Linked DNA regions of Sus scrofa: regions 1, 2 and 3 are each linked to region 4. The links are chromatin contacts, called in public HiChIP or PLAC-seq maps. All regions are on one chromosome and are shown on one strand. Each heading gives the region's core, a stretch centred on a gene start, on an enhancer-like site or on the middle of the called end of the contact. The rest is flanking DNA. Distances are from core to core; before and after follow the strand shown. Region 1 has its middle 91 kb from the start of NDUFV2. Region 2 has its middle 11 kb from the start of NDUFV2. Region 3 has its middle 110 kb from the start of NDUFV2. Region 4 overlaps RAB12 (ras-related protein Rab-12).

What was found. HiChIP or PLAC-seq counts read pairs in DNA pulled down with a chosen protein or histone mark.
Region 1: a contact with region 4 is called in an H3K27ac HiChIP or PLAC-seq map of alveolar macrophages. The contact joins two enhancer-like sites. A contact is called at or near these places in 1 of 5 promoter capture datasets (liver), 4 of 47 Hi-C or Micro-C datasets (alveolar macrophages, psoas muscle, retroperitoneal adipose tissue and 1 more) and 2 of 2 datasets of contacts at active chromatin or transcription factors (alveolar macrophages and skeletal muscle).
Region 2: a contact with region 4 is called in an H3K27ac HiChIP or PLAC-seq map of alveolar macrophages. The contact joins two enhancer-like sites. A contact is called at or near these places in 1 of 5 promoter capture datasets (liver) and 1 of 2 datasets of contacts at active chromatin or transcription factors (alveolar macrophages).
Region 3: a contact with region 4 is called in an H3K27ac HiChIP or PLAC-seq map of alveolar macrophages. The contact joins two enhancer-like sites. A contact is called at or near these places in 1 of 5 promoter capture datasets (liver), 3 of 47 Hi-C or Micro-C datasets (alveolar macrophages, retroperitoneal adipose tissue and skeletal muscle) and 2 of 2 datasets of contacts at active chromatin or transcription factors (alveolar macrophages and skeletal muscle).

What each region holds. Positions count from the first base shown.
Region 1 is chr6:98,941,191-98,946,538 of Sscrofa11.1, forward strand. No RefSeq gene overlaps it. Among named protein-coding and RNA genes, the nearest start is that of NDUFV2, 91 kb to the left of the region's middle. Within about 2 kb of position 3,686, at least 4 of the 83 cell types and tissues checked have an H3K27ac peak or open chromatin away from gene starts, as enhancers often do. A contact at or near this core is called in alveolar macrophages and retroperitoneal adipose tissue, where this site is marked.
Region 2 is chr6:98,860,911-98,866,105 of Sscrofa11.1, forward strand. No RefSeq gene overlaps it. Among named protein-coding and RNA genes, the nearest start is that of NDUFV2, 11 kb to the left of the region's middle. Within about 2 kb of position 1,306, at least 8 of the 83 cell types and tissues checked have an H3K27ac peak or open chromatin away from gene starts, as enhancers often do. A contact at or near this core is called in alveolar macrophages, where this site is marked.
Region 3 is chr6:98,963,126-98,968,797 of Sscrofa11.1, forward strand. No RefSeq gene overlaps it. Among named protein-coding and RNA genes, the nearest start is that of NDUFV2, 110 kb to the left of the region's middle. Within about 2 kb of position 1,541, at least 15 of the 83 cell types and tissues checked have an H3K27ac peak or open chromatin away from gene starts, as enhancers often do. A contact at or near this core is called in alveolar macrophages, where this site is marked.
Region 4 is chr6:99,228,855-99,234,593 of Sscrofa11.1, forward strand. RAB12 (ras-related protein Rab-12) reads right to left here. Exons shown (of 6, transcript XM_021096067.1): 2 at 380-440. Among named protein-coding and RNA genes, the nearest start is that of RAB12, 13 kb to the right of the region's middle. Within about 2 kb of position 2,262, at least 54 of the 83 cell types and tissues checked have an H3K27ac peak or open chromatin away from gene starts, as enhancers often do. A contact at or near this core is called in alveolar macrophages and retroperitoneal adipose tissue, where this site is marked.

The DNA of each region.
Region 1 (5,348 bases), core at 2,436-4,935, 290 kb before region 4:
TTCCACAGAGAAGAAACTCATGGATTTGGAGAACAGACTTGTTGTTGCCGAGGGGGAGGGGGAGGGAGTGAGATGGACTGGGAATCTGGGGTTAATAGATGCAAACTATTGCCTTTGGAATGGATTAACAATGATATCCTGCTGTATAGCACTGGGAAGTATATCAGTCACCTGTGATGGAGCATGATGTGGGATAATGTGAGAAAAAAAAGGTATATATGTATGTGTGACTGGGTCACTTTGCTGTATAGTAAACTGACAGAACACTGCAAACCAAGTACAATGGAAAAAATAAAAATCATTTAAAAATATCAATCCACCATATTATATACGTGTAAATCAATTTCTGGACACTAATCTGTTCCATTGATCAATTTGTCTTAATAGACTATCCCAATTATTATTGAATTATAATAAGCTTTGAAATCAGATAGTATAAATCAGGTTCTAAAAGTCTTTCAACTTTTAAAAAAGCTGTTTTGGCTATTTTAGGTCATTTTATACTTATAAATTTTATAATAAGCATATAAATTTCTATCAAAATTATTTTTTAAAACTTGTTATGGGAGTTCCCGTCGTGGCGCAGTGGTTAACGAATCCGACTAGGAACCATGAGGTTGCGGGTTTGGTCCCTGCCCTTGCTCAGTGGGTTAACGATCCAACGTTGCCGTGAGCTGTGGTGTAGGTTGCAGAAGCGGATTGAATCCTGCGTTACTGTGGCTCTGGCGTAGGCCGGTGGCTACAGCTCCAATTCGACCCCTAGCCTGGGAACCTCCATATGCCGTGGGAGCCGCCCAAAGAAATAGCAAAAAAAAAAAAAAGACCAAAAAAAAAAAGACCAAAAAAAAAAAAGAATAAAATCGCTAAAAAAAAAATAAAAAATAAAACTTGTTATGATTGTATTAAATCTATAGACTAGCTTAGGGATAAGTGCCACTATAATTTCATAATCAAATTGCTTGAAACCAACAATTAAAAAAAACTTATAAGCAAAACAAAAAACCTTATAAGCAGCCAGAAAAAAAAAGGCACATTGTATACAGAATAAAAAGGATAAGAATGACAGCAGACTAACTTCTCATTTAAAAACGCAAGCCACAAAGTATACAGCCACAGCTAGCTGCTTTTGTAAATGGAGTCTGAGAGTCTCCATATTTTAATAGACAAACACAATTACCTTTGTGTTGTTTACTGCTGGACTGGATGCTTTCCTGTCATCTTATTTGCGTTTTCCATTTACCACAGTGCCCCCCTCCACCTCCCCAGGTCCTGACTTTTATTGAATTGATTTGGTTTTTCTTTGCCTAGCCTTCCTCCCATTACTTTAACAAATTATCTATTATTCTCAATTTATTTTTTATTTTTTATTTTTATGGCTGCACCTGTGGCACATGGAAGTTCCCTGGGCCAGGGATTGAATACAAGCCACAGCTGTGACCTATGCCACAGCTGCAGCAATGCCCAATCCTCTAACCCACTGTACCAGGCCGGAGATCAAACCTCAGCCTCAGCAGCAACCTGAGCTGCTGCAATCAAATTCTTAACCCGGTGAGCCACAGTGGAAACGCCCAGTTTTTTTGTTTTTTGTTTTTTTAGATTTATATTTCAATTCACTAATTTTCTTTTTTAGCTGGGTCTAAAGTACTATTTTCCTACCTACAAGCTTTTAATTTTAGTAACTATACCATTTGTTCCCACAGTTTATACATGGTTCCTTTTCAAAAACATGTGTTCTTTTCCCATGTTACCCTATACTTGACTATGGTTTCTATATCTTCTTTTCCCTCTAAATATTTTAAACAAACTTGGTTAATAAGCCTTTCCAGCTTAGTCCATTACCTTCAGTTTGAAGAGTGCAGTCTCCTGTTGGCTGTTCCTTGTGATTCTCTTCCTTGGTGGGGTCTGTACATTTTTCCTGTGAGTGTACCTTCAGTGAAGGTGCTCAGGGCGTCGTGTATCCAGGGGCACTGTGGTTTGCTTGGGCTGCTGTGGAAAGTATCACAGCCTGGGACTCAAATACAGGTGTTTCCTCAAGTGAGTAAGTGTGGAGGCTGGAGGCCCAGGCTCGAGGTGTGGGCGGGGCTACTCCTCCTGAGGCCTCTCTCGTTGGCTCGCACACAGCCACCTTCTCCCTGTGTCCATGTGGCCTTTCCTCTGTGTACACCCTTGGGGTCCCTTCCTCTTCGTACAAGGACACCAGTCCCATAGGTTCGGGGACCCACCCCATGACCTCATGTAACCTTAATTACATCCTTACAGGCTCAGTCTCCAACTACAGTCATGTTGGGGGGCCAGAGCTTCAATATATGAATGATGGGAGCACATAATTCGTTTTTGTTTGTTCGTTTTTTGTCTTTTCGTCTCTTCTTAGGGCCACACCCGCGGCATGTGGAGGTTCTCAGGCTGCCAGCCTACACCATAGCTCATGGCAACACCAGATCCTTAACCCACTGAGCAAGGCCAGGGATCAAACCCGCAACCTCATGGTTCCTAGATGGATTCATTTCTGCTGCACCATGACGGCAACTCCATAATTCATTTTATAACAAGAATCAGGGAATTTTTTTTTTTTTCTTCTTGGGGCCGCAACTGAGGTATATGGAAATTCCTGGGCCAGGGGTTGAATCAGAGATGCAGCTGCAGGCCTACACCACAGGCATATCAACGCCTGATCCAAGATGTGACCTATGCCACAGCTTGCAGCAACACTGTATCCTTAACCCACTGAGTGAAGCCAGGGATCAAACCCACATCCTCACAGACACTATGTTGAGCCCTTAACCCACCAAGCCACAGTGGGAACTCCAAGAAATGTCTTTATAGGACAGTTTTCCATGGACCTCTGCTATATTACTGGTGGTTCCAAACACCCAGATCAGAAGAATCTTTCTATTAATTTCTTAGCTTGGGGGTTTTCTCACCAAATCCAAATTGTAAATTCAGACCTCACGCCTCCACTTTGGCATGCTCTGGGAGGCTCTTTTTATCTAGGAACCAGAGTGGACGGCAATCATCCTGTTTCTTCCTCAGGAAAATAGCGAGAGATTTTCTACTCCTAAGTTTATGAAAGGGATGTGCTTTTGAGATTCCTGACAGTATAGAAGTTTTTTTCGTTTGTCTGTTTTTGCTTTTTAGGGCCGCACCCAGCTTAGGGGTCCAATCAGAGCTGTAGCTGCTGGCCTATACCACAGCTCACAGCAATACCCACTTAACATCTGGTTAAGGTTTGGATCCTTAACCCGCTGAGCAAGGTCAGGGATCGAACCTGCATCCTCATGGATACTAGTCATGTTTGCTAACTGCTGAGCCACGACAGGAAATCCCCTCAGTGTGTGTGTTAAAATCTCAGCTCCTAGGGGTAAGATGTTTATGTGAGTCTGATGTCCCCAGGCCACCTGCTTCTGCTCTTAATTGCCACTCTGGCTACAGGTTCCTTTCCTAAGTTAAGTAAGCTGGGTTCTGCTCTTACCTCTGTTTTAGGGGGATATATGTGTTTAGAGAGAGATGGTGGCGAAGGGCAATGAGACCCTTCTATGTCCGCTCAGTCCATGATATTGGCTGAAAATCATAGTTCGAGAAAGCCTGTCGGCTTTCACTGACCACCCCCCCCCACCCCCGACTATGGCCAGTGAAAATTCTTCAGTTTCAAAGCTCTGGTTTTCTGCTGTACATTGTGCCACTTCCCTATTTCATAAATGAGAGACGCCTTTCACTCTTAGCTTGTAGAGTGGAGGTTGTTATGGATGAGTGGTCAAGTTCCTCATGCTGTAAGTTTACATTTTATCTGCTCCTCTCTTGAGAAGATTCATCTCCACCTGCCTTCCTTGGGGAAACAGTACCCCCCATCTCTCTTAAAACTACAAATTTGAATTCTCTTGTAGGGCAGCAGGTTAAGAACCCGCCTAGTATCCATGAAGATGTGGGTTCAATCCATGGCCTCGCTCACTAGGTTAAGGATCTGCTGTTGCCATGAGCAACAAAGCGTAGGCCACAGATGCAGCTCAGATCCACACTGCTGTGGCTGTGGTGGAGGCTGGCAGCTGCAGCTCCATATTGACCCCTAGCCAGAGAATTTCCATGTGCTGTGGGTGCAGCCCTAACAAAAAAGAAAAGAAAAAAAAAAACAAAAAACCCTACGAACTCAACAAAAATAATTGTCACCAGGGGAAAAGATTTTATTCACTCTATGGCCATTAAAACATGGTTGGTGTTTCTGTTTAAAAAAAAAGGATGAAAAATACATCAACGCCTGGATGTCTTTTCTGAGGTGACGTCATGACCTCATAGGTCACAAGACTCCTGAACTGTCTCAGTGATGCACAGCTGTGGTGGGGACGGCAACCAGCACATACCAGCACACCTTCTCTGGCTCACAGCTCCTTACTTTCCAGGCAGAGGCTCAGCGTGGACCCCAGGGAGCTCCGCCCTGACAGCCGTGATGAGCCGAAGATGATGGAGAAGCCATTCCCAGTGGGATTTGCGTAATAGATTATTTCACAGTAGAGGAAGTGATAACAATACCTACAAAAATGGGGGGGGGGGAGAGCCAAGAGGTAATGGATTTCTTGGCTCTATTTTCAGCAACACGGGTAGGACTTAAGTTTTTTGTTTTTTTTTTTTTTTTTTGTCTTTTTTGTCTTTTTGTCTTTTGTTGTTGTTGTTGTTGCTATTTCCTGGGCCGCTCCGGCGGCATATGGAGGTTCCCAGGCTAGGGGTTGAATCGGAGCTGTAGCCACCGGCCTACGCCAGAGCCACAGCAACGCAGGATCCGAGCCGCGTCTGCAACCTACACCACAGCTCACGGCAACGCCGGATCGTTAACCCACTGAGCAAGGGCAGGGACCGAACCCGCAACCTCATGGTTCCTAGTCGGATTCGTTAACCACTGTGCCACGACGGGAACTCCAGGACTTAAGTTTTAAGAAATTTGACTCTATGCAATTTAAGAGCCTGCTAATTTCAACATTTGGAGTCCTCTGTGTTTGTTCTGTCTAATCATTTCCTTCTGAAGAAAAAGAGATCAATTCCATCAGAGGAGAAATGGAAAAAGGTGACAATCCACATCTCCCCACCCCCTGCCACAAATGACTTAAGTTGGAAACTTTTCAAGAAACTAAGAAAGATTCTACTGCTTAAAGACTTCCCGTGACTTAAATGCATCCTTTTCTTCCAAATGAACAGTTATTGGACAAATAGAGCCTTAAAGACCCTCTGACATGACAGAAGTGCTGCAGCTGAGCTTAAAAATATGAACGTGGACTATGCTTGTTTGATTTCTGTGCACTTGGGTTATGTTCCTAGGTCAGAATCGAAGCATTGAACCAAATCTTTTGGCTTGTCCCCCACTG
Region 2 (5,195 bases), core at 56-2,555, 370 kb before region 4:
GCAATTCTACTTCTGTGAATTTATTCTAAGTAAATGATTGGAAAAGTCTACAAAATCATATGTATCTCATGGTGTTATTCATAATATGTGAAATCCTGGAAGCTGTGTAAATGATCATCATCAATAGCGAATTGATTAAACAAATTACAGCACAGCCACACAATGGCCACAAATTTAAAAATAATAGGAGGAGTTCCTGTGTGACTCCACTGGTTAAGGATCTGGCACTGTCACTGCTGTGGCTCCAGTTTGACCCCTGGCTCAGAGATTTCTGCATGCCACAGGCATGGCCAAAAAATAAATAAATAAAAAATAAAAACAATAAACAATAATCAGTATTTATCATAAAGGAGAAAAGCCCATGATAGGTTAAGTCGAATTTAAAAATTTTACAGAATGTCGTGTATAACATGACCATGCTTTTTGTATGTGCACAGAAAACAATGTAGAAGGGTACACATCAAAATATTAGAGTTCTCTCTGTTTGATGGGATTGAAGGTGGTTTGCATTTTTTCTTTACTGTCCTAATTTATTTTAATTAACTTTTTTTAATTAACATTTTGGTTTTGGGTTTTTTTTTTTGCTTTTTAGGGCCAAAGGTGCAGCATACGGAGGTTCCCAGGCTAGGGGTCCAATCAGAGCTGTAGCTGCTGGCCTACACCAGAGCCATAGCAACATGGGATCATGTCTGTGACCTACACCATAGCTCACCGCAACGTTGGAGCCTTAATCCACTGAGCAAGGCCAGGGATTGAATCCGTGTCCTCACGGATGCTAGTCAGGTTCTTTAACCACTGAGCCACGATGGGAATTCCTGCTTGCTTTTCTTATATGGTTGGTATAAATAGCCTAAGCTGCGTGATGAGGTGGTCAGAATAGGGTGAAAAGGATCAGGAAAGATCTTCATTCATTCACATGTTGCACAAATGTATTTTCAGCCTCTATTATGTGCTAGGCAGCAGGGCTCTGAAAATACCAATGCAGAAAACGATAGGCCCTTCTGGGAAGACTTCTGCAGGGAAATGATTATAATACAGAGTGTATGTGCAAGATGAATGGCATTTGGAAGGAGTTGCCCAAGTCTAAACTCAGGGAGTTAGTGCTGATGGACATTTGGAGGCTACCTAGGGATTTGCCATAAATAGGGTTCTCAGAGGCACATTTTTATCTGAAAGAGGTAAAAGATAAGTATTGTTGGAGAGCAGCTGAAAGGCCCCAATGCAAATAATGAACCTCCTACACTGATCCTGCAAATAGGAAAGGTCACAGGAGACATGTCCTTACTTCCTCTGGGGCCCACTTCCTACTGAGTCATTTTAGGGCGTGGTAACAAAGGCACTTGATCTTGGGGCTGGGCCTTCATGGTCCTTTGTGGGAGGAGTTCAATTTGGGCAAGATTGCATAATGTGTGTTGACTCTGGTTGTTAATGTCCAGACAATAAAGGGTTGTGGTTCCAGGCCAGTGGAAGGATGCTAGTGGTTGTATGGATTCTGAGGCAGCCCAGTGTCAGCATTTGAGAGCATTTGAAAAAATCTGGTCCAATCCTCACTTTATTTATTTATTTTACAGCTGCACCTGTGACATATAGAAGTTCCCGGGCTAGGGGTCAAATTGGAGCTGCAGCTGTAGGCCTACGCCATGGCCATGGCAACATCGGGTCTGAGCCACATCTGTGACCTACACTGCGTCTTATGGCAATGTTGGATCCTTAACCCACTGAGTGAGGCCAGGGATTGAACCTGCAACCTCAGAGAACCTGCTGAGCCACAATGGGAACTATGAATACCCTCACTTTAAAGATTGAAAAAAATTACTGAGTGGGCCAAGCTCTTAATAACTGCCCTCTTCTTTAAAAATAAAGAATAAATGTAATGTTCTGTGGAATGGTGCTCCTGTATGCTCCACAACACTTAATGGGAAGGCTTGTTTTGTTCATCTGGATAGCAGAGTGGCAATGCTGTGTCCTAGCTGGAGCTCATGTGTTTCTTGTGTTTATATAGTCAAAGGTCAAAAGCTGGCTATGAACAGATGAGCCCTTTCCTTTTGCATCATTTTTCAACGTTTCAAAGGACTTAAAATAAACTATCATTTTCCATTATTTACTTAAGGGATTTGTTTTGCAGAATTTGTAGCTCTCGGGAACCCCCCTGTTGTTCTTATGAAAAACACAATCTGATTCTTACTCATCCATCAACATCTAAGGAATGTGAGTATTAATATGCATGGTGTAAATCACCCAAAACAGGATAAGAAGGCTGAATTGGCCAGTAATATTTGTGACCTTGCATACATATCTTATATGTACAGAATCAGGAAACCACTCTTCCTTGAGATAGAGGAAATGATAGAGATGGAGAGAGAAAAATAGAGGGGGTTTGGGGGAGAGAGAGAAATGAAAAATTCAATATCAGTTCTGAGACCAAAGATTAATTTCTCTGAATAAAAGAACTTCCTTTTCTGGAGTTCCCATCTTGGCTCAGAGGCTTAAGAACCTGACTAGTATCCATGAGAATGTGGGTTTGATCCCTGGTCTTGGTCAGTGGGTTAAGGATCTGGTGTTGCAGTCAGCTGCAGTATAGATTGTAGACACCCAGGTTGCTGTGGCTGTGATGTAGGCCGGCAGCTGCAGCTCCAATTCTACCCCTTGCCTGGGAAATTCCATATGCTGCGGGTGCAGCCCTCAAAAGAAAAAAAAGTACTTCCTTTTCTAAGCAGCATTTCATCTGAAGTAAACAACAGCACATTCTTAAACCCCACTGCAACCTCATACTTCCAAGGGCTTTGCAAAAATGTATAGTTTACATTGCATAGAGAAAGGTTTGCACTGATCTGATTTTCACACAGATTCACTCTTCTGCAAAGCTCCAGCTCAAACTCTTTGTGAGAAGTTTCAACTTAGAGTATATGCAGCACCTCAACTCTTGCTAGTGAACCTCCTTAGATAAACCTAGGTTCTAAATTCTACTTGCTCAATGAATGTGCTATAAAGATCAATCTCGTGGTAACAGCAAGTGCAGATTTTACTGGATACTGTTTCTGTTTGTCCACATTACAGGTTCTTTCAGATTAGCATTTTGAAAGGTACTACATTTGAAAAATGTAGTCGCCAGCGCCAACGTGGGGACTGCCTTGTTGACATTCATTCAATCAAATATTTGCTTAGATTCAATAGTAAGCTTCCTCTTTCCGTGACTACTTCCTAAATTGGCATACTATTTTGTGAAATGTGTAACCCGGGTGGAAAAAATCCTAAGAAGAACAGACTTGGTTATTCACTAAACCATTCCTCGATCCGTTCAATCTGTTCAGTGTTTGCCAAGCTCCTTTCACATGTCAGGGAAGGGGACAGTAGGTGTTGATGATATTGAGATTAAGGACACAGTCCTGCCTTCAAGGAGCTCACAGTCCAGCTATTCATACATGACTAGGAGAGCCCGTCGTGGCGCAGTGGTTAACGAATCCGACTAGGAACCATGAGGTTGCGGGTTCGATCCCTGGCCTTGCTCAGTGGGTTACGGATCCGGCGTTGCCGTGAGCTGTGGTGTAGGTTGCAGACGCGGCTCGGATCCCGCATTGCTGTGGCTCTGGCATAGGCTGGTGGCTATGGCTCCGATTGGACCCCTAGCCTGGGAACCTCCATATGCCGCGGGAGTGGCCCAAGAAATAGCAAAAAGACAAAAAGACAAAAAAAAAAAAAAAAAGAGACTAGATTCTTAAGTAGATCAGTCCACTGAAGAGAATGGAATGGACAACCCCAAACTCTCCTATTGTATGGTTCACCCCTTTGAAATCTAACTTTTCTTTTTTGCGGTGATGCAGTTTTGCAACTTGTTCTTTTAGAAATAATAAAGATGCAAAATAACAAACATTACTGAGCACCTAGTATAAGTAAGTACATCATGGCAGGCAGACTTATAACATGCCTCCCCTCAGAGTTCCTGCTGCAGCTCAGTGGGTTAGGAACCTGACATAGGGTCCATGAGGTTGCAGGTTCGATCCCTGGCCCTTGTTCAGTAGGTTAAGGATGCAGCATTGCTGTGAGCTATGCCATAGGCAGCAGCTGCGGCTCCAATTTGACCCCTAGCCTGGGAACTTCCATATGGCACAGGTGCGGCCCTATAAAGAAAAAAAAAAGGATGGTCCACAACCACCCCAACTTCCTTACATTCATGGCCTTAAATAATCTCCTCCTGTTAAGTGTGGCCAGTAGAATATGGCAAAGGCAATGATGTCACTTCTACCATTAGGTTAGGAAAGTCTAGGAACAGAGACCCTCAGTTTACCAGCCCATGAGGGACTTAATCCTGCCAACAACCATGTGAACTTGGAAGCAGATCCTTCCCCAATTGAGCCTTCAGATGAGACTCGCTCAAATCTTTGCCAACATCTTCATTTCAGCTTGTGAAAGACTCTGAGAAAGAGGACCCAGGCAAGCTGTGCCCAGATCCCTGACTCACAGAAACTGTGAGATAATAAATGTATCTTGCTGTAAACTGGTGAGTTTTAGGGAGATTTGTTTGCAGCAATAGATAACTAATATGGAAACTCTCCCTGTTCCTAAGGAGTGGAGAGGGTAGATGGAGTCACACAGAACACTTCTAACACAGTGTTAAAAGTGCCATCTTTAGTAATTGGCAGAGACGTAAATCAGGAACTCAATTCTCTGATTCTGGCTTTTTTTTTCTTTTTTCACTGCCCTGCAGTCTATGGAGTTCCTGGGCCAGGGATCAGATCTGAGCTGCAGTTGCAACCTATGCTGCAGCTACAGCAACACTTGATCCTTAACCCACTGTGCTGGGCCACGGATGGAACCTGCATCCTGGTGCTGCTACAGGGGGAACTCTGATTCCAACATTTTATTTCTAGTCTTATGCTTGATTTCCATTCTCATTTTTCACCTGGATTTTCTACCTGGAAAGGCTCTAAAGTCTTTCCCACCCCATATTCTTCCTGAAAAGAGGAACAATGATATCTATTGTACAGCCCAGCTAGATGATGTGATCCTTGAGGGTAGGGAGAGTATTTCATACTTAGTGCTCTTTTAAGCACCCAGCTCCTCCCCTTTCATATGAGGGGAGGGCTCAAAAATATGAATGTGAACTATATCCTCATGATTAGTAAAAGAGCAGGATATACATGAAAGACCTTTCTCTCTCTCTCTCTCTTTTTTTTTTTTTTTTGGGGGTGTGTGTC
Region 3 (5,672 bases), core at 291-2,790, 270 kb before region 4:
TCTTTCCATGGTCTTTCCTTCCCTGAGTGTCTGCCCTGTGGGCCTCAGCGTCAGCCTCGGACGAGCAGGTGCGGCTCCTTAGGCAGCTCCCAAAAGTGCTTGAGGCCCGTCCGACCAACAAAGCTATCATCCATACTTCTGTCTAGCTGTTGTCTATTTATCTACCTACCTATCCATTTATCTAATATCTATATATCTTTATCTATCACATATCTATCTATCTTATCTACCTACCTACCTAGCTATCATCTATATCTATTTATCTACCTATTCTATCCATCTGTCATCTATTTATTATCTATCATCTATCTACCTACCTAGCTGTCACTTCATCTATCATCTATTTATCATCCATCTATCATCCATATATCCATTTTCTGTCATCTGTCTATCAATCATTATTCATCTGTCTGTCTGTCCGTCTGTCCATCCATCTAACTAGCTATCCATCTATATATGTACCTCCCTGCCTATCCTAGCTCAGACTGCTCTAACAAATCCCACAGACCTTTCTTTCCCACAGTCTGGGGCTGGGAAGTCCAAGACCAAGGCTCGGCCAGACCCAGTGTCTGGCAGGGGTCTTCTCCCTCCCTGATGGCCATCTTCTCACTGGTCCTCACATGGTGGGAGGGGTGATGTGTCTCCTTAAGAAGGACACTAATCCCATTCCAGAGGGCTCACCATCTAACCCCCTCCCTAAGGCCCCACCTCCTAATACATCATGGTGGGGTTGGGTTTCAATGTTTGAGTTTGGGGAGGATGCAAACCTTCAGCCCATGGCACCACCTGCCTCTCCATCTCCTGGGGATTCTGCTGCTCTGAGCCCCGAGGAGCCATCCTACCTGCTCCCTGAGCTATTCAGACTCGCTGTCACCCTGGGCTGTAGCCCCCTGTAATCCCCTGTGTTTTCCTGCTATTCAGGCTTCCCTTAGTATGACATCTGTGTCCCCATCTGAGGGCAGGCACTTAAGTGTGGCTACTTCTCAGCTGTGTTTCTGGGTGAACACAGTCTCTGGCATTTAGTAGGGGCTCAAGGAACACAGAGTGAGTTTTATTTCTGTCACATCTTTTCCCTTGTTCAGCAGGAATGTGTCCTTCTGTTAGGAGCTGGGAAACAGGTCCACCTCTGGTGCATAGAGGGCAGGAAAGCTTGACATGCAGCACCTGTGGGAAGAACCAAGCATCTGGTTCTGCAATCTTTGGGCAAATAAATTGAGAAATCTTGTGTATAAATCATCCCCATGCTTTTCTCTTTGGGCAAGTATGTGTCCACATGCACACCAGCTCCCCCACTGCATCCTTCCTGTTTCTTACATGTGTTTGTAAGTGTGTGATGAGGGTAAATCCTGCCAGGGCAGCCAAGGCTGGGAGCCTCGGCCACAGAAGGCTGATTTCCCTTGTTGTGAGGCCTGAGTCAGGTTATTTCAGCTCTTAATTTCCCCTTCTGCTAAACCGGTAAAACCAGTCAATTTCTCAAGGGGCTGAGACAGCCTGCTTCCACCAGTTTATATTTATTTCTTCAGTCTGGCATCTCCCCCCGCCAGCTTTGCTCATCTCATGACCACGTGGCAGAATAGCATAATGTGGGGGAGATGCTTTTGTTCTTGATAAAAGAGGATGCTTAAGGGCAAAGTCTAAAGTCCTGCCCTTGTAAGGTTTTCTTTTGGTGTGAAATATACATACCCTACAGTTTACCCTTTTAATCACTTGTGAGTGCTCAGCACAGTGTCACTAAGGTCATTCACAATGTTGTGCAACCATCCTCATCTCCATCTTGACAACATTTCACCCTCCCAAACTGAAAGTACCCATCGATTGGTGACCCCAACACTCCTCCCTCTCACCGCCCCTGGAAACCACCATCCTACTTTCTGTCTCTAGAAATTTGACTGTCTGGACACTTCATAGAAGTGGAATAAGGGAGTTCCTGTCATGGCTCAGCCGAAACAAATCTGACTAGTATCCATGAGGACGCAGGTTCGATCTCTGGCCTCGTTCAGTGGGTTAAGGATCTGGAGTTGCCATGATCAGGTTGCAGACACGGCTCGGATCAGGCATTGCTGTGGCTGTGCTGTAGGCCAGTGGCTCTGATTCGACCCATAGCCTGGGAACCTCCATATACTGCAAGGGCAGCCCTAAAAAGATAAAAGCCAAAAAAAAAAAAAAAATGGGATCATATAACATATATACATAACTTTTTTTTTTGACCACAGCATGCGGTGACTTGATGTAGGATCTCAGTTCCCAGACCAGGGATTGGACCCAGGCCGCAGTGGTGAAAGCATTGCGTCCTAAGCCCTAGACCACCAGGGAGCTCCCCGGAATGATGCAGTATTTGTTGTTTTGTGACTAACTTATGTCACTGATCATAATGGCCTCGAGGTTCTTCCATGTTGTAGCCGGTATCAGCATGTCCTTCATTTTTAAAGGCTGAATGATATTCCATTGTACGGGTGGACCACATTTATTTAGCCATTCATCCTTTGGTGCACACTGGGTTGTTTCTGCTTTTTGGCTATTGTGAACAATCCTACTATGAACTGTGTGGACTCTGTTTGAGCCCCTGCTTTCAATCCTTTTAGGTCTCTACCTAGATGTGGACTTGCTGGATCACTTGGTAATGCTATGTTTAATTTTTGGAGGCACTGCCATACTGTTTTCTCAACTCCTACTTGTTTCCTCTGCCAGCTCAGAGTCTGGACCAACAAGGTGGGATGGTAGGAGTTGTTAGGTTACGTTAGCACTGGCTGTGTCTGCAAGCCAGGAAGAGGGTCCTCACCAGACACCAGGCCCGCTGGCCTCCAACTTGGCCTTCTCAGCTTCCAGAACTGCAAGAGGCAAATGTCTATTGTTTTTCTTTAAAAAAGGGCTTTGTGACCCAGGCCGATTGGGAGAGTGGGATGGTGGGTGCTTTAGAAGCAGTCTTGGGTTCGTTGCATCCCAGTTGCACGACCCCGGGGAAATCACCAGCCACCTTGGCCAGTTCTCCTCCCCTATAAAGTGAGCAGGATCATGGAGGAAATTAAAACAGATGAAAATGCACAGAAAGTGGGAGTTCCCATTGTGGCTCACAAGTTGAGAGCCCAGCATAGTGTCCCTGAGGATGTGGGTGTGATCCCTGGCCCCACTCAGTAGATTCAGGATCTGGCATTGCTGCGAGCTGCAACATAGGTCACAGATGTGGCTTGGATCCCATGTTGCTGTGGCTGTGGTGTAGGTCTGAAGATGTAGCTCAATTTGACCCCTAACCTGGGAAGTTCTGTATGCCGCAGATGCAACCCTAAAAAGAAAAAAAAAGAGGAGTTCCTATGTGGCTCAGTGGACATAGTCCGACTAGTATCCATGAGGATGTGGGTCTGATCCCTGGCCTTGCTCAGTGGGTTAAGGATCTGGCATTGCCTTGAGCTGCCATGCTTGGATCCATGTTGCTGTGGCTGTGGTATAGGCTGGCAGCTGCAGCTCTGATTCAACCCCTAACCTGGGAACCTCCATGTGCTGCACCTGCAGCCCTAAAAAAAAAGAAAAAAGAAAAAAGAAAATACACAGAAAGCATTTTGTATAGTGCCTGGCACAGAAGAGAGGCTCTGCGTTGTGCGGTCACACCCTCTCTACCCGGAAGTCCCTTGTCCTTGGCATGCTGCATTCTTCTAGCGAACACCCACTCCCTACCCCACCCTCATTCTTTCCTGGCCTCCCTCTCTGCAGGTGCCACTTGGAAAGTCACCCTATCACATCTCGCCCAGGGCTGAAGGCTTATAATTTATTTATTTTTTTTATTTTTTTGTTTTTTTTTGTTTTGTTTTGTTTTGTTTTTGCCATTTCTAGGGCCACACCAGTGGCATATGGAGGTTCCCAGGCTAGGGGTCCAATTGGAGCTGTAGCGCCGGCCTACGCCAGAGCCATAGCAACGTGGCATCTGAGCCACGTCTGCAACCTACACCACAGCTCACGGCAACGCCGGATCCTTTAACCCACTGTGCAAGGCAAGGGATCGAACTAGCAACTTCATGGTTCCTAGTTGGATTCGTTAACCACTGAGCCACGACGGGAACTCCCAAGGCTTATAATTTAATGCATGGGGCTCCTGGGGCATCTGGTTTCTGACAGGGCTCAGGCTCTCACTCTAAGGTTGGACCCTGATGACGGTGCTTCAGACTGGGGGACCAACCCTGGATGGCCAGGCCTGAGTGGTTGGCTCCACCATGCCCTCCAGACTCCCAGGTGGCCCACTGGCCACTCTTCCTGCACTGGGAACAGAGGGAGCGACTAGCCTGAAAAACCGGATGTGACCCATCAGCTACTGGAAAAGCAAGCGGCACATCTCTCTAAGCAAACTACTCAGAGGCAGAGTGACATTTCCATGCTTGAAATGTTCATATCATAAGACCCTAGGACATGCTAATCAATGGCAAGCAGAGCAGAAACCTTTCTGCTCAAGGATGGATGGTACCACTGGTGACTCAGTTAGGTCATGCATGCAAAAGAGCCTGCAGTGACTTCTGGGCTGCTCTTTCAGCTCGAATTTCCTGGGGCAGAAAGAAACCTCCTCCTCATATAGTTCTCTGGTATATGAAGGCCAAGGGAATTGTTTCAACCAAAAATCGAAGTACTGGCTCTCAAAATGAATTTTTGTATCATTCCTTCAAGTGAGAAGTTGTCTGATAGATACAGTTTATATGCCAAATTATTGGAATTTCTGAGGCATTTTTTTGGCTATGCCTAGGGCATGCAAAAGTCCCCTGGCCAGGGGTCAAACCCATACCACAGCAGCAACCAGAGCCACAGCATGACAATGCTGGATCCTCAACATGCCGAGCCACCAGGGAATTCCTCTGGGCATTTTTTTTTTTTTTTATGGTCACACCTGTGCACATGTAAGTTCCCGTGGGCCAGGGATCGAATCTGATTCACACATGCCACAGCTGCAGCTGTCATAGATCCTTTAACCTACTACCCCAAGCTGGGGATCAAACCCAAACCTCCATAGTGACCCAAACCATTGCAGTTAGAATCTTAACCCATTACACCACAGCAGGATCTCCAACCTCTAGGGCATATTAATGGATTACAAAGACAAAAGTATTTGAGGCTGGTGGCACAGCAGATTAAGCCCATGGTATTGTCACTGCTATAGTACAGGTTTGATCCCTGGCCCAGGAACTTCTGCATGCCATGGGTGCAACCAAAAATTAGAAACTGGGATGGTTTCAGAAACACTAGAGCATATGGTACCCTTCCTAGTAAAATTCACTGCCAACACGGAAGCCAGGAAAAAGTGGAATTTTTGGAAAGGGTAAATTTGGAGACACTGCCAAAACGTGGACTCTTCCTGTCCTTGCCCTACAGCCTGTCATGTCCGGCCAAATGCTGTCAATAGATGAGAAACAAGGCATCCTGGGTGGTGCCCAGCGGGTGACACTGTATTTCATGCCATCGATGTGACAAGCCACATATGCTGCTCATTCTTGCAAATGTCAACTCGTCCTTTCAAAACCTAAAAATGAAATAGAGTGCGTTTTAAACATTTATGCACAGATCAGTCAAGGACATGGCTTCAAGGATGTGAGGACGAAGCTGTTTTTATGGTGTGGCTGGCAGGTTCCTAGTAATCTTCCAAGTTCTAACTTGCAGTGCAGCAGGGCGCTGACTTGCCGTAGCTTCTAGCTCTAGCA
Region 4 (5,739 bases), core at 1,012-3,511:
GGACACTGTCCACGGGGGCTTCCCTGTCTGCTCGCAGAGTAACGTTAAAAACATGAAGAGCATTTGTGCAAATCAATTGCTTTCGTGATGACAGTTTTGTCCAATGATCGAAACTAAAGACTAAGGTCTCCAAACCAGCTCCCAGGAAAGTGTCATGAAATTAACCCCTCTCCACAGCTCCCGGGCCCAAACAGGGTGTGACGCAAGCAGACTCTTTTCTAAATTCTCTTGTGAAGGAAGCTCTGTTCATTTTATCTGAACAGGATGGGAGGAGAGGAAACGCAGGAGAGACGCACCAGCTCAGACAGTTAATTCATTAGACAAGCATGTGGATGGTTAAACAGACATGACAGCAACTGGGCACAGAGCCCCCACTTACCAGATCTGTAACCTAATTTTCTTTCCTCTAAGCTCTACAGTTTTGATTTTAAAGTCAACACCTGTAAATAAAACAGATGAAAAAGAAGCAAAATCAGTCACAATGCAATCTGTCCTAAAATAATCCTCTGTGTACATTTTTATACCATGATCAGGAAAACAAACAAAAAAAACCCCTGCTATCACTAAATGCAAAAGGAGAAAGCAGAAGTTCGCCGATATCGGGGACATCGCAGTAGCTCTGCGCTTCCACGGAGTCACCTACACCAGGGTTTACCCTGAACTCTCCAGGCAGAGTGTGCTGTTCCTGTAAGACTTTATTATACCACAGGTGTAGCATAAACAACCATTTTAAGGAGTTCCCGCTGTGGTGCAACCGATCATGTGAGCGTTGGGACCCAAGTTTGATCCCTGACCCCAACAGTGGGTTAGGGATCCGGTGTTGCCACAGCTGTGGCTTAAGATGCAACTATAGCTCGGTCAGACCCCTGGCCCGGGAACTCATATGCCTTGGGGGTGGCCAAAAAAAAAATATTAAAAAACAACCAAACAAACAAAAAAACCACACACAAAAAACACACCCATTTAAAAATTACTACTTGGAGTTCCTGTCGTGGCACAGTGGTTAACGAATCTGACTAGGAACCATGAGGTTCGGGTTCGATCCCTGGCCTTGCTCAGTGGATTAAGGATCCAGCATTGCCGTGAGCTGTGGTGTAGGTCGCAGATGCAGCTCGGATCCCGCGTTGCTGTGGCTGTGGTGTTGGCCAGCGGCTACAGCTCTGATTAGACCCCTAGCCTGGGATCCTCCATATGCTGCGGGTGCGGCCCTAGAAAAGACAAAAAAAAAAATAAAAAAAATAATTTACTACTAATAATGACTAAACAAATGAAAGGCTTTAAAAGCATATCGTTATCTTGGGGAAAATTCTTACATAGAACACAGGAAACTCAATCTTGATTTCAAATAGCCTTAGTCTCAATCTAGAAATTACTGTATTAATTATTTTAGCATTCACAAAAAGTGACTTTATCATGTTGTCAATAGCGTGGAAGAGGAAATATTTTAAAATAATTTACTCATATAAATTAATTTCAATTTTTAATTAAAAGCAAGCAAACCATCATGTATCACATCCAATTCAGCCCTTAAAGCTTAAGATGACTTTTTTTTTCCCCCTGGCTAAGGCATATGGAAGTTTCTGGGCCAGAGACTGAATCCAAGCCACAGCTGTGACCTACACCACATCCTTAACCTGCTGTGCCAGTGGAAACTCCCTGAGATGATTTTTTATACCCAATTTCTCTTCAGATGTTATCTTACATACTTCTCAGTTACAGAAAACTTGAGGTTTCAAAATAGTATTTTTGACACAATTTTCACAACTAAGAAAAATAAACCAAAGGGATGCCAGCTATGTTTGGGAATTGGAGACACAGTCTCTGCAAGCACTGCTTCCCGACTGCTTCTTGGACCCGGGCTCCCCATGCTGCCCCACCTCCAGCAGGCAGGGAGAGGCCACGGTGGCCAGTGATGCACAAGGACCGGCTCCCAGGCCCCCCTCTGCCGGCCGATGTAACTCATCCAAGTCAGATGATGCTCTTGAGGTGAAGCGTAGGACATGTGACTTTTATAATTAGCAACCCACTGCAGACACCAATGCAACCAAAGGCCATGTTTACAACCCTGGTGGGAGCGGGGGCAGCCACCCCAGGTTGGACAAGAAAAAGAAGTGGCAGGAATGTGTCACAGCTGGAGAAGAGGCTACTGCACTTCAGTTCTTAATCTCCCACCCAGCCGTGATTTCAAAGGTCAGGGCCAACGCTGGTTAAGGCAATTTCACTTTCAGTTCTGCAACAGCTGTGCTTTTCCCACTCGATGACGCTCTCCAGCAGCCCTGAAACAGGAAGCATGTCTGTACACGACCAACATCCCCAAACAGAAGCCTTCATGACTCAACCACAAGGAAGAGCCTGCCTAACGCGGTATTTATTCCACAAGGCCCGGAAACCAGCCTGGACGCATGGGCTCTGCTCCAATTTTAAAAAGGCACAGCTCAAGGACAAAACCCCTCCTTCCAGAAATCAGCAAACAGTCAGGGCCCATTTACAAATCAAATTCATACTGTGTCACGACTACTATTGTGTTTTATACTTTGTTTCCAGTTCCTCTGAATTTGGGTTTTTTTTTTGAGAATTTGGTTTTATTTAAGGGAGCTGCAACTTTTATAAAACCTATCACAGTGGCTGCTACATTTTATTGAAAAGAATTGTCAGATGGCCTAGCAGTTAAGGTCTAGCAGTTAAGGACTCAGTGTTGTCACTGCTGTGGCAGAGGTTTGATCCCTGGCCCAAGAACTTCTGCATGCTGTAGACGTGGCCAAAAAAAAAAAAAAAAAAAAAGAATTGGTGGATGACACTTATTTTGTGAACTCTGCTTCAGGTCAACTAAAAAATCCCTTGAGGGGTTTCTGTTGTGGCGCAGTGGTAACGAATCCAACTAGTATCCATGAAGATGCAGGTTTCATCCCTGGCTCGCTCAGTGGGTCGGGGATCCGACATTGCCATGAGCTGTGCTGCAGGTCACAGACGCAGCTCGGATCCCACATTGCTGTGGCTGTGGCATATGCCAGCAGCTATAGCTCCGATTCAGCCCCTAGCCTGGGAACTTCCATATGCTGCGAGTGCATCCCTATAAAGGAAAAAGAAGAAGAAGAAGAAAAAAAAAAAGAATCCCTTGAAACTGCCAGAATAATTTTTGTTTTGATTAGGTGATTTGGCGATTTTCGCTGCTAAGTGCTGTTCTGAGCCTGAAATTGTGAGGCACTCTTTCCCAACCAATTTGAACTTCCCAACTTTAGCAGTCCTGCACTAGGGTTATTTTGCAAACCACGAAGTCTAATTTATAAACATAAAAGGAAAGGGCATTAATAGTCAACATCAGAGGTAAGTGGTAGTGCTACCACAATGTGATTGTACAGATACTACTAATTCCAACAGAACCAAGCAAAGCAAAGATGAACCAACAGTGAACAGGATTAAGAATCTGTTTAGCTAAAATGAAGACTATCCAGTTTTAGGGAGATTAATGTCATCACTAACACAGAGAAATATCCAGTGGCTAAATCTGAAATTCCACAAAAGAAAGCAGCTCCTTAAAATAGTCTTCTCTCATAAATGAAATCTTTACCTTACCTAATAGCCACTAAGTAGCTGGTAATGGTTGTAAACGTATCCTAATTATGGCTTAGAAACAAATTCTTGTATCAAAGTATACAACTAAACATTTTAAAAAACTTAAACATCAAGGCAAAAATATCTCAATGTTTTTTATTTTTAATATTTTCTTGTTAAAGAAATTATAATGGTCCTTAACAAAAGGTAAGCCTCAAATAGGAGATTGGTTTTGGGAGAAGCCAGCACAGACTCCTGTCTGGGCAGGGCCGCCCAGGACCAGTGCTTATAAACAGGTAAGGGACAAAAAAGGTGGCAACTTTGGTTGAGAACCTCGTTTCCTATCCTGTCCTGACCAGTGGGGGAAGCAACCAGCCTACCACTCCAGCAGGGGGTGGGGACTGTCCCTGGCCCTGAAGAGCTGAGTCATTCAGACCTAAATCTATGCTCCAGGCACCTGGCAAAGAAGTGCCTTTCTGGCTGCCCTCTCCTCTTAGAGAACCTGCGGGTCTGCCTAGAACCTTTCCAGTCCTAGGTGGCTTCCACCTGAACCTTCCAGTGGCCCCACCGCCTGACCCTCTCCTCATCCCAGTTCTGCTCCCCTCCCGCCCTGCCCATCGCTCTGTTAGCTTCCTGCATGACGGGAGCAGGTGCCCTCTGAGGACAGTCACCCCCCAGCTCCCTGGAGCCTAGAAACTCGCTGGTCCACGACAATGACTTGGTAAGCCTGCTCCCCTCTTCCACTGAATGCTGGATGTGAAAGAGAGATGCTGACTCTTTGGAAACAAGAGGAAATTCAGGACTGGGGATTAAACAAACACACACACTTAAAATGTAGGAAGGAAGGGCGGATGTTCTGCTCTGGGTGTGCCTGGAGGGCCCAGCAGTGGAATTCGGGGTGCCCAGCGCACAAGCATCACCCTGGAAACAGAGCACCTCCTTTCTCCTGCAATTCCTGTCATTGATGGTACATCCCTAAAGGATGGGCATCGTAATGTGCCCAGACCTCCCCCTCCCCCGCCCTCCTGGAGCGTTATCACAGTAACCATTTACTCAGTCACATGATGGGAAGTGGACCGCTAAGTGTATGTCTTGCTGGGTGACAAAACTTCCTTTACGCTCACCAACCTATGAAGTCTTACCAAAAAGATTTCAGTACTTTTCCTAAAAATGTCCGTAACATATTCAATATTTCAATCAGGAAGGATACAGCTCACAGGGCTGCAATCCTGCCATCAATGGCTAGAGATACGACTGGTCCAGTCGAATCGTCTTCTTTTTGTCTTTTGAGGGCCACGTCTGCGACCATACACCACAGCTCATGGCCACACGGGATCCTTAACCCATTGAGCAAGGCCAGAGATTGAACCCACAACCTCATGGTTCCTAGTCGGATTCATTTCCGCTGCACCACAACAGGAACTCCCAAGTCTTCTTGATTTTAACTTCCTTTAATAACAATGACAGTGGGCACCTATCCGACCCCCTGTGCCTGATGTGCAAAATGTGGGCTCCTCCAGCCGCCCAACGAGCCAGCACTGCTTTCCTCATCTCATAGGACACTTCGAGTGGAGAGGCCAAAGTCATTTACTTGAAGGTTCTATCACATGCTGCTGGTTGAGGGGAAAAACCTAGATTCAAATTTGTAACAGCCCACACCAAAGATTGTTACGATAAAGGTCAGATGCATGGAAAAAAGAAAAGTGCAAAAATTTCTGCAAATGGCCCAGAATCACCATAACCAAGTTGTTAAAGAACAAAGCTTCACCAGTACTATCAGCTTTGGATTTATCTTTCATAACTCTTAGCAAGAGCATAAAGTATTGTTGTACTTAGTGCTGATAAGACTGCTGAGCTCCCTTGAGGCAAAACATTTCCCCCCAAAAATAGGACTATTACTTTTTTTGCCTGGGCATAAAGTTACAAAAATGAAAATGCAAAAGTAAACAGAAGCTTCTTTCTTAACATTCCCTTTCAGCAAAAAGCTAAATAAAAGCAAAAATAACAGAGTGGCCAGTGCTGTGATGACAGCTGAGTGTCCCTCCCCTTCTCCCCGTCCCCCAGCAGCAGAGACCTGGGGTTGGCACCAGACTGTGGCTGTGGTTTACTTAACTCTTTCAGAAGGATGAAGGGTTTCCCAGACTTTGAAATGTCCCAATCCAAGCAGTGGTCACAATGTCACTGCCA